3 separate regions of the Mus musculus genome follow, and all the other regions are linked to region 2. The links are chromatin contacts, called in public HiCAR-type and promoter capture Hi-C maps. All regions are on one chromosome and are shown on one strand. The core of a region is the stretch at or near the end of the contact, and the rest is flanking DNA. Distances in the headings are between cores, read along the strand shown.

Evidence for each region. Promoter capture Hi-C pulls out the DNA fragments that hold promoters and counts their contacts. HiCAR-type assays count read pairs that join an accessible place to other places.
Region 1: a contact with region 2 is called in a promoter capture Hi-C map of stem cell-derived epiblast-like cells, with 2.8 times the contacts expected there. The contact joins the enhancer-like site here to the promoter of Fndc1 in region 2. A contact is called at or near these places in 5 of 39 promoter capture datasets (cranial neural crest, embryonic stem cells, hippocampal neurons and 2 more), 1 of 15 datasets of contacts at CTCF or cohesin (embryonic stem cells), 3 of 484 Hi-C or Micro-C datasets (B cells, the C2C12 cell line and reprogramming fibroblasts) and 1 of 115 datasets of contacts at active chromatin or transcription factors (embryonic forebrain).
Region 3: a HiCAR-type map of fibro-adipogenic progenitors shows a contact between it and region 2, with 6 times the contacts expected there. The contact joins the enhancer-like site here to the promoter of Fndc1 in region 2. A contact is called at or near these places in 12 of 39 promoter capture datasets (the 3T3-L1 cell line, the HPC-7 cell line, cancer-associated fibroblasts and 7 more), 8 of 484 Hi-C or Micro-C datasets (adipose-derived mesenchymal stem cells, cerebral cortex, cortical neurons and 3 more), 6 of 115 datasets of contacts at active chromatin or transcription factors (embryonic fibroblasts, embryonic stem cells, fibro-adipogenic progenitors and 1 more) and 1 of 9 other capture datasets (adipose tissue).

The regions. Positions count from the first base shown.
Region 1 is chr17:7,685,212-7,688,440 of GRCm38.p6, forward strand. No RefSeq gene overlaps it. Among named protein-coding and RNA genes, the nearest start is that of Gm33158, 49 kb to the left of the region's middle. Within about 2 kb of position 1,555, at least 6 of the 459 cell types and tissues checked have an H3K27ac peak or open chromatin away from gene starts, as enhancers often do. A contact at or near this core is called in the C2C12 cell line, where this site is marked.
Region 2 is chr17:7,825,304-7,828,887 of GRCm38.p6, forward strand. It overlaps Fndc1 (fibronectin type III domain containing 1), which reads right to left and starts at 1,999. Exons shown (of 21, transcript NM_001081416.2): 1 at 1,715-1,999. The coding sequence starts at 1,814.
Region 3 is chr17:7,633,062-7,636,288 of GRCm38.p6, forward strand. Gm33158 (a long non-coding RNA gene) reads right to left here. Exons shown (of 3, transcript XR_385182.2): 2 at 731-817. Among named protein-coding and RNA genes, the nearest start is that of Gm33158, 3.1 kb to the right of the region's middle. Within about 2 kb of position 1,755, at least 27 of the 459 cell types and tissues checked have an H3K27ac peak or open chromatin away from gene starts, as enhancers often do. A contact at or near this core is called in adipose tissue, fibro-adipogenic progenitors and rod photoreceptor, where this site is marked.

The sequences.
Region 1 (3,229 bases), core at 305-2,804, 140 kb before region 2:
TGTCATCAAAATACATTGTATGCTTGTATGATATTCTCAAATAAGCATTAACTTCTTAATTATTCACATTTGACCTATTAATGACATACTATTAATAGTTAATAAATTCAATATTTAAAATCAACTATACAGAATCCACCTAAGCGCCCATTGATAGATGAATGTGCATATTCATATACATGTGGCTTATATGTGGAATGGAGTACTTTCTGGTCGTAATAAAGAAATCTCTGGCCGGGCAGTGGTGGTACGCGCCTTTACTCCCAGCACTTGGGAGGCAGAGGCAGGCGGATTTCTGAGTTCGAGGCCAGCCTGGTCTACAGAGTGAGTTCCAGGACAGCCAGGGATACACAAAAAAACACTGTCTCAAAGTTTAGAGCTAAGACAAAAAGATGGACCATCCAAAGACAGCTCCACCAAGGGGTCCATCCCGTAATCAGCCACCAAATGCAGACACTATTGCATACGCCAGCAAGATTTTGCCGAAAGGACCCTGATATAGCTGTCTCCTGTGAGGTTTTGCCAGTGCCTGGCAAATACAGAAGTGGATGCTCACAGTCAGCTATTGGATGGAACACAGGGCCCCCAATGTAGGAGCTAGAGAAAGTACCCAATAGCTGAAGGGGTCTGCAACCCTATAGGTGGAACAACAATATGAACTAATCAGTACCCCCAGAACTCGTGTGTCTAGCTGCATATGTAGCAGAAGATGGCCTAGTTGGCCATCATTGGGAAGAGAGGCCCCTTGGTCTAGCAAACTTTATATGCCCCAGCACAGGGGAAAGCCAGGGCCAAGAAGTGGGAGTGAGTGGGTAGGGGAGCAGGAAGGGGGGGTATAGGGAACTTTTGGGATAGCATTTGAAATGTAAATGAAGAAAATATCCAATTAAAAAAAACAGATAATAAAAAAATGCTGGAAAAAAAAAGAAAAGAAAAACCCTGTCTTGAAAAACAAAAACAAAACAAAAACAAACAAACAAAAAAATCTTGTCTTTTACAGAAATACAGATTATTCTAGAAGCTATTATGTCAAATGAAATACATGAGATACATAGGGAAGTTATCACATGGTCTTATTCATATATGGAAGTTTAAAAAAGCTGATCTCACAGGAGGATAATGTTTAGCATAGGCGGAGAAGGTTGGAGCAGAGGATTACAGAGAAGTTGGCTGCGGGGTATAAAGTTACATATAATTGGGAAGAACGTGTTCTGTGCAATAGCAAGGTAATCGTGGTTAACGCACACTCTTGGTTCCTCCTCTTGGTAGTGGGTGGCCCACTGCGGACTTGGGAGAATTTCAAGAGAGAAAAGGCTGTCTGACTCCTGCAGCTAAAACACAAACCATCATGTTTTAAACTAACAGAATTTTTAAAAAGTTGCTTGAAGAATTTTAACCTCAAGTATTTCTAATATGTTGAACCCATTAAAAAGTGGTGTATTGAGATTATGGTTTTTATAATTTAATCTATTTTCAAGTCATCTTGCCCAGTGACTCAGGGTGTTAGGTTTAGGCGGAATGACCTGTTCTGTGTGCTGTCTGGTGGCCAGTGTTTATCCCACTCAGCTCTCAGCCTGGCCTCTTAGAGGGGGTGACACATGGATCTCTCCCTCAGTGAGACTGGCCCCAAGCTTGGGTAGCAAGGAAGGATCTCAGAGACCCTCCGGGCTCCATGGCTCTAGCTCAGAATACCCAGGCCCTCATCTAGAGTTATGGGCCTCATTTCTGCATCAGCTTAAGTAGCTCCTTTTTAAATTTTCTTTTAACAGGATATGTATGTTTTGTAGACATCTAGTTTAAATGAGAAGGCTCTCAGGAGGCAAAGGATCCGGTTTCTCACCTTCCCTCCAGGCCAGGACCACTTAAAATAAGAAAATTCTAGAACCCAGGCATCCATTTATTTACTCACGTGAGTGTCAAGAGTCATGAAACAGCCTGTCCAAGAGGCTGGCGAGGAATACGATTGAGGGCTGGGCTTGGCAGAGATGGAGTAAGTGGAGCGCTGTCACCAGCCTGCGGCTCACATGTGTGTTGTCTGTGACGTAACATGGGCAGTGCTACCTTAGGTTACAAAACTATAGCATGCTTGCCAATACCTAAAATTAAAAACTTCACTTGTGTACACACAGACACACACACACACAGACACACACACACAAACGAGCACACACAGGAATAAGCGACCCAGAGCTTGGAAATTTCTACATAAGCTTAGGAGGTTCAGGCAACCGCCTGCTAGGATGAGCTAGAGTGGGGGACGCCGGCCTCAAACAGGCACATGCTTTAGGTTCTCCCAGTCCCCACCGCTATCCACCAGTGTGCCCAGGAATCTGCCATTACCAGCTAACCTATGCGGTCATTTGATTTGGTGACCCCTGTGGTAAGCTGCTGTCTAATAGAAACAAAAATCCTGTCACAGATGCGAGCAGTGTGTGTTTCAGAACATCAGAAAACAGAGAGAACAGCTAATGTTAGCCACTTACTACTAAATTATGCAAAAACGCTACATGGCCTATATTAACCTGAGGAATGGAATTTATTTTTTTATACAAATCTTTAAAATCTAGTGTGCATGTTGCTCTTGTGGTGTATCTCAAGTGACATTTCAGCTGTCTGGTGACAACTTGTCCTCAGTGGGGATGGGGTCAGCCATGAAAGGAGATGGTGGTGTGAGTATAGAGTGGGCAAACATTAGAAGGTTGGATACAACGAGGGCTGATCTGATGGCCGTTGCTCTTAAGGAGGAATTTTGCTACTTCTCTTTACGGAGAATTAGAAACTTTTTAAAGGTGTCCAGTTCAGTATCTTAATGCTTGTCACTGTAAGTGCATTTTAGACATATTTGTTCTTATGCCATGGCATATGTGTGTGGCAAACAGGTGGGCAGGAGCTTCCAGTAGCTGCTGAATGGGCTGAGATAGTGGTTCTCCACCCCCCTAACGCTGGGACCCTTTAATCCATTTTTCTCATGCTGTGGTGACCTACAACCATAAGATTATCTCGTTGTTACTTTATAACTGTAAGTTTGCTTCCGCTATGGATCATAATGTAAATATCTGATATGCAGGAGATCTGATATTTGACCCCCACAGGGGTCATGACCCACAGGTTAAGAGCCACTGGCTTAGCTCTAGGGTGCTTTCATGAGGGTTGAAGAGGAAGAGTGGGGAGATACTGGACCTGGGGTCTCATCCAGCACCACAAAAAAGACCTCATCAGGTTTCTCAGA
Region 2 (3,584 bases), core at 749-3,248:
TTGCCCCACTAGACGCAAATCCAAGCAGCTGCTGCAACTGGGAATGGCAAGACAGACAGACAGGAAGGCTCCTCAAGGAGCCCATGGAATAAATTACATGCTGCTTCGTGATTTCTTCCCTGACACAGGAGCCTTCTGCAGGCTGCTATGTCCACTTCTTCCCTTCCCTAATTGAACTTAAGTACAGTAAATAGGCACTTGGAAATGCGCTTGTCTCCTCTGTCCGTTTCCAGTCTGGTCATCATTTCACTGCAGATCCCACGTCAACACAGTAGAGAGAAGTGCCAACAAGCCGCCCAGTTCCAACATTCCACAGTGCAGTGATTTGCAGAGCAGAGAGCCAAAGAAAGTGCAGCTGACAATGCTGTCGAGCCCATGAGGAGCACGACAAGCCCTGCCTTCCCACGTTCACAAGCAGAACCCATCCTAAGGTGACCATGGACACGGGAAGAAAGGAGGCTGGAACCACCACAAAGCTCACTTTCCAAGGCCCCCACTCTCAGATCGCTTTCTGTAACAAGAACCCTTTCACTGGAAAGAGTGGAACACTTGAGCTTAGAAAGAACGAAGCCTTTGGATTGTAGGTGGGGAAGCTGGGAGGCTAGAAGAGATTTATTCTGTCAGACATTGTATAAAATATGAAGGGAATACTTGCCTTGAGATCATAAATGGAAGAGAAAGGACCCCTACTTCTGTATGACCCTTTTAGAAAAAGGGAACTCAACACCAGAATACGTAGCACCCGATACTACCAAGAGGTCACCAAGCGCTCTCCCTTTATCCTTATGGGGAGCGCAATACAGACACCAGCATGCAAAACTAGTGGCCCCTGTTGGAAAAGAAGTTTGTTTTGTTTTGTTGTTTTCAGCCCTGCTGCCACTGAATAATACCAGAAAGGGGAAGGGGAGTCCACTTTTCAGGTTCCTACAAATTGATGCCATAAACAAAAGTCATGGTTTCCAAGTGTGGAAATGCATGCATGCTAGACACGAAGACGCCAAGGACATAGGCGTGAAAGCCCACTACTGTGTAACCATCTGGACGCTGGTGAAACACGCAAGAAAGCAGAGTCAGCTAAGCCTCTTGTGCAAAGCAAGTGTCCATCCAGGCTGCAGCCTGGCCTTTGGAGTGGGTTAGGCTCTCTGGAACTCACTGACGGTCCCACTTCCCTCTCCCTCCTCGAAAGACAAATGTCTTCTTCCAGCTGCAAAGTTCCCAAGCTTAGGACTTCAGTTGCTGCTGGTCCTGGAGTACAGTCCTGCCCCTCAGTTTCCATCTGAGTTCCCTCAGTGACCTTATCCAACATCGAGACAGGTGAAGAAGATGACAGAAAGATGCTCACCCTCAACCCGGAGGAGAGTCTGACCAAAGAGAGTGCCCCCCCCCCCGACTTCTATCCCCCCCAGACTCCCACCCCCACCCCCAGTGCGATGCCCAAAGTCACTTCTCCTTTCCTTTGCCTGGATCTCCAGGGCACTTAGACAAGTTTCAGTCCCCAGTTCTCTTGTGTGTTCCGTGTCCACACTTCTCCCATACTCAGAGTGCCTAGTGCCCACACCTAGCACGCCCTGACTCCACTCACGAGGATGCACAGGTTAGTGACAAGACACGCACGCGGGCAACACAGAGCCAGTGTGGGACAGTGGTCCCCCAGAGTGACAAGCGGGTGGGCAGAGGACAGCCTAGCCGACCGCAGAGTCAGGCGTGCGCGTACCTGGGGGTCCTGCTGAGGTAGCCACCGGTAGCAGCGCCGCCAGGAGCAGCAGTGCCGCCCTGAGCAGCAGGCGCGGGGACGCCCTGGCCTCGGGGGCCATCGGAAGCCCGGGATGCGCGGGGACCGAGCGTAGGTGGCTGGCAGGGCGCGGGCCGCAGTGAGAGGAACGCAGAGCAACGCCGTCGGGTGCCCGTGGCTGGGTGTCCGGTGTCCTGTGCGAGCGGCGGTGCAGCCCCTAGGCGACCGCTCCTGGCCACGCACCGCGGCCAGCCGCGCTCTGCCACTGAGGCCACCCGCTGCCCGCAGCTCCTTTTAGATGCGCTCGGGCGCCCCCTGCCTGCGCGCTCGCGATGAGACCCCACGAGGCGGGCGGGGCGCAAGTCCCGGAACCCCATTCGATTTTTGTGAAATTAAAAATCTGCACCAGGAAGAGTGACCAGGAAAGTTCCCTCCCTTTGTCTAAGTCTCTAATACGCTCTGGCCAGGAAAGTGACCTATTATAAACAATCGGTGCTAAGATGAGGCGTGAACTTTGTCTCCTTAAACCTCTGTGTAGTTTCATCTTCAGGGACCGGGTCAGGACCCTCCACCTTTTTCTGCACATGACAGTGGTCTGTGGGCTCTCGATATCCTTCCTACGCAGCCGGAGCTCTTGGGAAAGGATGAGGAGCCGTACTCGCTGAGGGAGCTCCTGGCTGTCATTGCGCAGGAGCCTGTGATCCCAATTGAAACAGAAGCTGACTTTAAGCACGCCGCAAAAAGCCCTGCCAAGAACTCATTTGACCTCCCTTTCTGTAATTTAAACACCGCCTTGGGATCCCGCTGTGCGGGATAACAGACTGGGTTTTGGTCCACTCCCAGCCTCAGACACTAGTGGAGTAGGAGCGTCCTTGCAGGCGACAAAGACTCGCGCTAGGGAAGCAGAGTGCTGCTCTCTGCAAACCAACCTGATGCCACTGGCACAGGACAGACAGAACATGGAATCGGTTCGCCCACATAGCAACCCCAAACTTGACCAGGACGCTAAACAAAGTCTGGAAGGGTGGTACTGAAATACGGAATCTCTATTCGGAAACAAAAATTACAAAATCAAGACATCCACACGCTGAGCCCAGGCTGGCACCTCTTGCCTAACTGTGACCTGCAGTGAAGTCTCCAGGTCCCCCCCAGGAAGGCTCTCCACTGATCCCCTCTTTAGAGTTCGGGAACCTTCTACAATTGAACAGATGCTCTTGCCTCTCCCCTTAGGGCTCTAGTTAGTCTGGCCTCTGGCTTTTGTGTCCCCAGCTTGATCTTCCTTTAAGAGTGTCAGGTTCCTTCCGCACTCCTCTCTCTCTCTCTCTCTCTCTCTCTCTCTCTCTCTCTCTCTCTAGTGTATTCCAAGTCAGTGGATCCAGGGCTCCTGTGGTCAGCTCTAGCTGGTCAGTCAGAGGTGGAAATCTCTCTAGATAACAGAATCTTCTCTTCTTCCTCAGTCCATGGTGGTGAAGGGCAGTGGCCATGGTTTGCTGAAACTCAGTTCCCAAAAATGTGTGTCTGCCTTCATCACTGGAGGCTACACGGGGGTGGCTCATGGTTCAACTGAACATTCTCAGAGAGTTTAGGCTATGAATGTAGCACGTATGTGTATAAAAAGAAGAGAGGGACTTGATCTGTATATAAGAGAAGACATGTGACCACAGATAATGGGCTATGGGAGACCAGGAGAGGTAGGCAGTCAAAGACCAAAGGATTCAAGCAGCTACCCAAAGCCAGAAGAGGCAAAGGACGGCTCTCTCCAGGGCCCTGCAGCCCCAGCTGTAAGCCCGGCAGATCTAATTTTAGACCCGAGTCTCTACAACCATGACAAAAGAAATTTCCAAAGTTTATG
Region 3 (3,227 bases), core at 505-3,004, 190 kb before region 2:
GAGCCTGGGATGAGCCAGGGGCTCTTCCCATTTCTTTGTCCTCTCCATGTTCTTTGTACCCTCAGGACTGGTCTTCACACCAGAATTCTAAACATCCTAAGATGTTCAGATAGAAGTATTCATGCGACAGACACACTGGCTTCATTGCAAGGACTATTTTAGTATTAAAGAATGTTTGATCATGTAGGTAATGTCTATATGAGTTCTGAACAACACATATAATAATACATATTGAATAATACATGTTCAATAGTATGTGTATTAACCTCAGTTGTAACTTGGTTTGTTTTTATGGTAGTTTTTAACCAATGAGTTATCAAATTCTCACTTGTACAGGCAGGGTATCAATTGCTCTCATAGTGCTTCCTTTGTATCTTTCATAGGGAATGTAACACTGTCATTGCAACTATGTCATCAGTTAGCATAAGCTGTTCACACAGTTGGTGATAATACTGGATGGCTGGTTAACTGAGCTTTATTTATAATCTTAGGGATCAAGAACATGAGTTGCAAGGCCTGCTGACAGGCAGTTGAATCTTTGTCTCACCAGCTTGGTATGTATCTTTTGGTGGTGTCAATCTTTTTGAGCATCTCAGGTTAGTGCTATACAAAATGGAAATACTAAGATAGCTCGGGGCTTAAAGAAGATTAAACGAGACAATCTCTGTAGAGCATACACCCCAGTTATCTGGGACATACTAAAAATATTATTGATATTTGATGCACCTACCTTTTGGGGGGAAATTTGCAGAATTTGCAGACGACCCCACTGAGTTTATAGATGCCCACTCTTTCCTCACTGACACTCCTGTGAACTCTGTTACAACACAAAGGGATTTATAAGTTCATTGGGAGAAGTCGAAGCCTGTGGAGATGCTCCAAAAATCTGATTACCATGAATATCTCACAAAGAAGGAAAGAGAAACAACTGGCCTCAGGCAGTTCATTTATTGCCAACCCCTGGCTTTGTTTCACATTCCCCTGACTAAAGGAGCATGTCCCAATTTGTATGGTTGTTTTAAATACTGATCAGCCTTCATTTCATTTATTAATGTCAGGTGTAGCTATGCTTCTTAAGCAAATAAGGGGCTTACTCCCTCAGCCTCCTATTTTAAGCTTATCCGATTCTGTTTTCCTGCTGACATGAGCATGCCTCACTTCGCTGACAGGCAAGAACCTGAGGTCAGAGAAGTCACGACAGTGGCTGCCGCGGAGTGGCCAAGCTTCCCTGGGTTGGGGTCTTTCTTTGACAATTGTGTATGGCGTGTGTCAAGGTTTCCAGGGCTGAAGCAGAGATTCCAGGACTGCCTGTAGTTTGAAGGGGGAACCTGTATAAGCATGCCATCTAGTGAATCTTGGCAAGGGCTGGGAGGAAGGGCTTACTCTTTTCGAGCTCATGGCCCGTAGAGACCTGGTCTCAAGGCTGGGCTCAGAAAGGAAGCAGCCTGGCTTGTTCCAAGCCTGGCTCAGTTTAGAATAAAACACACACAGAGAAACGCACAGAGGAAACTATTTGGGCGCAGGAACTGGGTGTGTTTCAGACATTAAGTCTGCAGAGAGAAATCTGTAGACTTCTTTCCCTTTCTCTCTCCCTCCCTCTTTCCCTTTCTCCCTCCCTCCCCCCTCATTTTTTAAAAAGAAAAACAAGAGCCTGGAAATGAAGTTTGGTAGAGACCCTTTATGTGGGACATCTGCCCAGAAGAGGAGACAAGAGACACAATAGGAAGCAATTCCACATGTAATGCTCACTTCCTGATCCCAGGGACAAAAAGGAACACAGCTGTTGAGAACTTAACTGAGGTCCAAGTTAGAGGCAGTTGGTAGGCTGAGCAGAAAGTTCTTCACGCTGCTAAATGGCTGCATTTATTCTCCGTGTTTGTAAATTGGACTTTGTTTGCTCCTATGGTTGCTCCTGAGATGCCAGAAGTGAGAAGGGGCAACAGTCTTTGTGCCTAGCATCTCTCTGTATGAGTTACGGTGGCCAAAGTGTCTGACAAAAGCAACTTAAGGGAGCATTCCAGTTCTCTTCCATTGCTGTCATAAAACACTCTAACCAACGCAGCTTAAGGGTTTATCAGACTTACATTTCCAGACCACAGTTTATCACTGAGGGAAGTTAGGGCAGGGACCCGAGCAGGAACTTGAACTAGAAATGGTAGAAACACTTCTTAAAGGTTTACTCTCTGTCTCTTGCTTTGCAAACTTTCTTATAGAGCCCAGGGCCACCTGCCTAGGGAATGTGCCACCCACAATGGACCAGGCCTTCCTAATTAATCATTAAGACAACCATCAACGAATCCACGAGGCTATCTGATCTAGGCAATCTCCCAGTGTGGCTTCTCTCAGATAACCTCAGGACGGATCAAGTTGTCAATCAAGGCTAACCAGTACAAGGAGAAAAGGTTTATTTTGCTGGCCTTTTCAGAGGAATCAGTCCATTGTGGTGGGAGAAAAGCTCAGTACATCATGATAGACCTAGAAGCAGAGGAAAAGGAAACTCTATTTCTTCCATTTGTTTCCTTTACCTGCCCTTTTATTCCATCCGGGCTCTTGGCCCATGGGACAGTATTGCCCCTATGCAAAGCTGGCCCTCCCCTCTCAGTTAAGCCTTTCTGAAAGACCTTCATAGACATTCTCACAGTTATTCTACACCCGGTCAAATTGACAGTGATTACTAACAAGTCTACCCCTTATCAAGTTGACACCCAGACACATCATTTTAAACCATAGCATTCTTCTACACGTGACCACTGAAAAGCTTATGCCCACCTCATAATGAAAATACATCCAGTCCAACTTCTGAGTCCCCATAGTATTGATAGTTTTAAAATTATTCAAAAGTCTAAGTTCAAAGTCTCTTGAGAGTCAAAGCAACTTCTAGCTATGAGACACTAAATATAAAGAAGTTACTTATTCCCAGTGTACAAAGGTACAGAGTAAAGACATTCATTCCAAAGAGAAGAGCAAGAGGGCAGGAAGTGAGCATTGTACCGAAATAACCTAGTAAGACAACATTTCAATTCTATGGTTTCCGTACTGTAGTGAGGTGAGCCTGAGTAGGCTCAGGCATTCTGTTTCTATGATCTTGAGATTTATAGCTCACATGGGCCCTCTCTTAGGTTGGCTTCACTCATTCCCTGCACTTTCCTTAGAAGTTGTTCCACATTTCCAGCGTCTCTGACATCCTGGATTTCTGTTATGACTTAAGCATCATGCTCACAGCCTCA